Regions from separate parts of the Sus scrofa genome. Here region 2 is linked to region 1. A link is a contact called in public Hi-C data. All regions are on one chromosome and are shown on one strand. The core of a region is the stretch at or near the end of the contact, and the rest is flanking DNA. Distances in the headings are between cores, read along the strand shown.

Evidence for each region. A called contact is a pair of places that touch in the nucleus more often than the background predicts.
Region 2: a contact with region 1 is called in a Hi-C map of liver, with 12 times the contacts expected there. The contact joins the promoter of SALL1 here to the promoter of LOC100519366 in region 1. A contact is called at or near these places in 2 of 47 Hi-C or Micro-C datasets (embryonic fibroblasts and liver).

What each region holds. Positions count from the first base shown.
Region 1 is chr6:32,084,793-32,087,664 of Sscrofa11.1, reverse strand. LOC100519366 (cytochrome c oxidase subunit 6B1-like) reads left to right here and starts at 1,493. Exons shown (of 4, transcript XM_021094176.1): 1 at 1,493-2,872.
Region 2 is chr6:33,730,247-33,733,118 of Sscrofa11.1, reverse strand. SALL1 (sal-like protein 1) reads right to left here and starts at 1,453. Exons shown (of 4, transcript XM_003126987.4): 1 at 1,067-1,453; 2 at 1-45. The coding sequence starts at 28. LOC110260963 (a long non-coding RNA gene) reads right to left here. Exons shown (of 2, transcript XR_002344613.1): 2 at 2,771-2,872.

The DNA of each region.
Region 1 (2,872 bases), core at 244-2,743:
GCACCCTTCCCCGCCCACCTCCAGCTGGAAAAAAACAGAGAATTTGGAGTTCCCTTCGTGGCTCAGTAGTTAACGAATCTGACTAGGAACCCTGAGGTTGCAGGTTCGATCTCTGGCCTTGCTCAGTGGGTTAAGGATCCAGGTTGCCATGAGCTGTGGTGTGGGTGGAAGATGCGGCTTGGATCCTGAGTTGCTGGGGCTGTGACGTAGGCTGGTGGCTACAGCTCCGATTCGCCTGGGAACCTCCATATGCCGCGGGAAGCGCCCTAGAAAATGGCAAGAAAAGACAAAAAAAAAAAAAAAAGGGAATGCTCTTTAATTTCCAATGCCAAGCTCTCAGGAAACAAACAACACTTCCAGACATCACAACACAAAACCCAAGAGACAGACAGGATGACTAGGATGACTACCTCTAACAAGAGTCCCAAGAGCCGAAAAACTGGGTTTAGCAAAAAGTTTTCTTCTGTAAATCTAAAATTTGGAAAACAGTTTTCAAAAAAGGCAAGGGAATCACTTCTCGGCCTTTTGGCTAAGATCAAGTGCCAAAAGGCAAGGGAGAGGCTCTTACTGTCCTTGCTCGGCTGGACCCTGGCAGAGATCCAGGATTCTGACTAGTGAAATATATTTACCTTTTTTGGCATGGCGAGAGGCCCTGGGATCCCAGCAGCAGCCAGAGCGTGAGGAGCCCCAAGTATCCCTTCCTTATGACCAAAAGGATTGGGAAGAAAATTTTTCCTCTTCCAGCTCTTGTCTAACAGTCGGGTGCCTGACAATTTAACTGAGAAAAAAAAAAAAAAAAAACAGATGAACAAGAGAAAAGACTAAGTTTATTTTCGCATCAGATCATGTAGGAGCTCCTAGTAATGGAAAACTCTTGTAATAGCCAAAAGGAAAGGTGTAAATACCCATTTAACAAAAGGGGAATTTTTAGGGCTTCAATGAGAGAGTGTGGAAGGTTCCATTGGGCTTCTTGATGCTAATAAGAATGGACAGTCTGTCTTTTTGGCAGCTAAATTCGTAGGAAACTCCCTTGGATGGGGTTTAATGGCAGCTGTATTTTGTAATGACTCTGATTCAGGCAGCTAAGGGAAATTCACAAAAGATTTGTTTCTGCATTTTCTGTGCTCAAATGTTTCCACTTTAAAATAATCTTTAGGGAGTTCCTGATGTGGCACAATGGAAGGGGATCCAACTAGTATCCATGAGGATGCGGGTTTGATCCCTGGCCTCACTCAGTGGTTCAGGGATGCGGCGTTGCTGTGAGCTGTGGTGTAGGTCACAGGTGCAGCTTGGATCCCGAGTTGCTATGGCTGTGGCATAAGGCCGGCAGCTATAGCTCTGATTAGACCCCTAGCCTGGGAACTTCCATATGCCATGAGCATGGCCCTAAAAACCAAAGAACAATAATAATAATAATAATAATAAATAAAATTTAAAAAGGAAAATAATCTTTATACCAACTCTAGGGATCCAAGAGGATCCCCACGACTCCCAAATGAATTCCTCAAGTCTCACCCTGTGGAACTAGACTGCCGAGCACATGTTCCAGCTCTGTCTTTGAAAGCTGAAAGCCCTAGGATAAATCACTTATTCTTCTGTGTTTTAATTTGCAGAAAGAGGATGGTTGAAAGGATTAAATGAGTCCTATATGTAAAGCATTTGGAACAATAACTGGACATGGTAAGAATGATGTAAGTGTTTGCTATTATTTTTTAATTGAGATGTAATTAGCACATGACATTATATTAGTTTCAAGTGTACAACATAATCATTCAATATTTGTGTAAATTGCAAAGTGATCACCACAACAAGTCAGATAACATCCATCACCAAGCTATGTAATTATTTTTATTTTGTCCTATGAGCATCTCAAACTCAACCTTTCCATAACTCAACTCCTCATCTTCCCCCTAAGTCTGTCCCTTCTCCCAGAATCCCTTTTGTATGTGGTGGCACCCTCACCAGCCGTGTCACCCAAGCAGAAACCTTGTCTCCTCGCTCTCTATAAACCCCTATGTAAGAACCAACCACCAAAACTGTTTGATTTTTACCCCTTATGTGCTGCTTGAATTTGTCCTCTTTATCCCTTTCGTGTCAGCGTAGATTATTGTTTAGCAAATATTCACTCACCCAGCCTCCAAGAGAAAAGGGCTTGTCCCCATCTGGTTGCTGTTGCTCTTGGCCATGTGAATTGCCGTCGGCATTGGGATAATAGAGGACTTGACTCTGGATAAGCAGGTGGACTCCGCCTTTTGTGATCCAGCTCTTTGTCATGTGAACCCTCCTCAGGGAGCCTACATCACCTGAGCCACAGTGACTCATAGAAGAACAAGCTTATGCTTGTGTGCCACTAAGATTTTGAGACTGGTTGCAAAATAGCTATTAATAGTAATAGCTCCCTGATACCTCTTTCTAAGGTCAGTCAATTGTGTCCTATTTGGTGTACCTACCTCTAGCCTTATCCCTCTCAACTCCATCCTTCAAACTGCTACCAAGTTACCCTAATGTACAAATCTGAGTTGATCTGATTTACTCAAAAACCAAATTCAAACAACTCTCAGAAAAAAACAAAATTGAGAATGTATTGGCTCATGTAAATCTTCGAGAGGTGGTAATAGCTTCTGGCATGGCAGGACCCGGTTGTCAAACAAGTTCATTGAGACTATGTCTCTCCCTCTCTCAGCTCCACTCTCTTCTGTGGCTTCATTCTCAAGCAGCACCCCCACCCCTCACCCCACTGGTGGAAAAATTGCCATTCAGAGGCTCCAAACCTAATTCCAATTTTATTCACTCCAAAAGAAAGTGAATACTTCTTTCCTAATTGCATCAACAAAAAGTCTCCTGGAAGACTCATTGGACTGGTTTGGGGTGG
Region 2 (2,872 bases), core at 204-2,703, 1.6 Mb before region 1:
GAGGCTTCGCTTGCTTCCTCCGCGACATGCTGGCTCAAACATCAGCTGGGGCAGAATAAAAAATTACTAAAAAAAAATCTTCTCAAAATTACGGAAATCGAGCGGCGGCGGCGGCGGCGGCTCCCCCCGCCCGCCGGCCCGCCCGCCCCCTCCCCGGCTCCCCGGCCCCGGGCGCAGCGCGCATGTGTCCTGCTATAATTATGATTATCAATAATGCATTGCGATTAATCATAGAGGGGCTCTTTGAAAGGCGATTGGCACCGGGCCAGCGCTATTCAAACCCGCTCGCCTTAATCAATTAGTTCGTGATTTGCTGCAGACCCCTGTCTCTCCGCGCGCTGGCCCAATAAGCCGGCCGCGGGGCTGGCTCTGCGCTCCGCGCCGCCCGACACTGGGTTAACCCTCTTCGCGACCGCCCGGGACTCCGCGGCCGGGCCGCCGGGGGCCTGCCTTCTCGCCTCTGCGCACCCAGCGCCCCGGCCCGCGCCCCCCGCCTCCCGCCCTCGCTCCCCCCCCCCCATCCCAGGCTGGGCCGACCCAAATTAGCATGCCCTCCCCGGAATTAAGCCTCTCGGGGTAGGGGGTGGGGGTGGGGCCGGACGGCGGCTGGGGACCCGGGCTGCGGGCGAGCGGCGAACTTCCCAACTCCGGCGCTAGGCGCGCCGGCCTGCGGGGGGAGGGCGTCCCGTGGCGGGATTTGGGGGGAGGAAGTCCCGTTTCGTGAGTGTTTCTTCGTTTCTTTAAGAGCTACCAGAAAGCAGCCCACCCCCACCCCCATAAAAAAAAAAAAAAAAAGCGAGTGGGGAAGAGCCAGCCCCACGCCGGTCCGCCTCCCGCCCGCGGCCCGGCCTCCCTCCCTCTCGCCGCCTGGCTCGGTGCTCCTCCGCCCCGAGTTCTCCATCCCTGGATCGCGGGCTCGCGGGGGCGCGGAGAAGAGGACCAAGGAAAGGTTTGGGAACGTGATGGGTTTGGGGCTCGGGGGGGTGGGGAGGGCAGCTCTCCCGCCACCCCGATTCGCCTCAAAGGGCCCCAGTCCTCCAGGCTCTCGCTTGCCCCCTTTCTCTACCTCGGACATTCCCAGGACAATTAGGGCTGAAGTTTTCGGGAGACGCGGCCCCGAACCCGTGGGATAAGGGGGCGGCCCGGCTCCGCCCAGGACCCCTCCCGGACCTCCCCCCCGGCTGCCCCGGTTGGCTGCAGGGCGCGTCACTCCGCGGGGAGGCGGCGGCAGCTGTGGCGCCGCGGAGCCGGGGGCGGGCGGAGAGCGGGGACCGGCCTAGGATCCGAGTTCAGCTCCAGCCGGGGGGAGGGGAGGGGCCGCCGCTCACCCGGCGCGCTGCAACCCTCCCCTGGCCTCGGGAGGCGCGGCCCTGCCTCGCCGGCTCCGGGCAAGGCCAGTCACTGGGAGCCCTGGGCTGCCCGCCCTGGGAGAGGGGGCCGCGCCCCAGGCTCTTGGAGAAGAGGTGGCCGAGCCCAGCCGGGAGTGAGAGGGGCGGCGGGGGTGGGGGTGGGGGTCCCTGTCCGCAGCTGTTTGGCCCCGCAGAAGCTCGCCTCCACCTCTCAGGCATTTGCCGAGCGCGGCGCCCAAACTTTTCGCACCAGCTCCATCTCCTCAGGCTGGGATGCAGCCTCCCCACCCGCGCCCGGAATGGGGAGCCTTGGACCCGCACTCCCTCCTCTGGGCTTGGGCGCCCGCGAACCTGAGGCTCAGTCCTCGGCTCAGCCTAGCTCTTCCCCTCGAGTCTCGGGGTCTTCTCGCTCCAAGGTTCCCGAAGTCCTGCGCCCGAGGGACAAACTAAACTTCGGTTGAGTAATGGGGAGGAGGGGGGTGCAGATACACAATCCCTGCCCTATCTCGCTATCGGGAAACGAGAGGGCTCATAAGGACGCCCCAATTCGGGAGCGCCCTGGAGTCTGGAGAGCTACACAGTCGGTTCGCGCGAAGTGGGCATCAATCTTCTGAATAGAGTTTCGGGTCCTCTAGACCCTACTGCGCTCCCCCATGACTCTTTCTTTAGTGGGTTTTTTCTTTTTTGTCTTTTTTATCCTTTTTAATCTAAATATTTTGTGTGAGGGTGAATGTTTCTGTTTTTCTCCTACCGACTAATTTTATTCTTGGTTAACTTCTCCTTTCTCCTCCTTGCTCGCCCTCTCTTCACCTTTTCATTTCTCCCTATTTTTTCCTCTCTTTTGCCCTCGCTCGGTTACACACACACACGCACGCGCGCACACACACGCCCCCTCTCTACCTCGCTCTCCCTTTCTCCCCAGGTCCTGTTGGTTACCGTAGATTTTGATAAAAAGACAAACGAAGCCATCAGTGGCGCTGATGTTGAAGAATGAAGATAATAATGTTTCCATAGGTGGTGCTTCAAATGCCATTATTTCTCACTGAATATTTAAAGAGATCCCTCGGCAAAGATGAATCTGCGTGCTCCTGGGGTGCGAGCCGCTCGCTTTCCTCCAGACCCCCGGGAAAGTGTGCAGGAGCACGTGTAAAACCAACCCCCCCACTCCGCAAACTGTGGTCCTCACAAACACCCCAGCCCACCCTCTCTCAGAGGGTGCACTTGCACGTTCGTTTCTCCGCTTACGCCCGCGTTTGGAGCCGCCCGCCTAACAATCTTGGCTTCTTGAAAGTCCGGGCCTCCCGGGCACCGTGTGCTGCCGGGAACCGAGCCTAGCTGGCTGTCCCGCAAACCCTTCCTCCCGGTACGCAGCGCGTACGCAGGGAGAAGCTCCCGGGCAGAGCTTCACACGTGTTCGTTACTTGCTGTGTTGCTGTGTGTGTGATTAAGGACGGGGGGGGGAGCTTTCGCCCCCCACCAAAACACCGAAACAAACAACCAAACGAAATGCGCACGCAAAATCA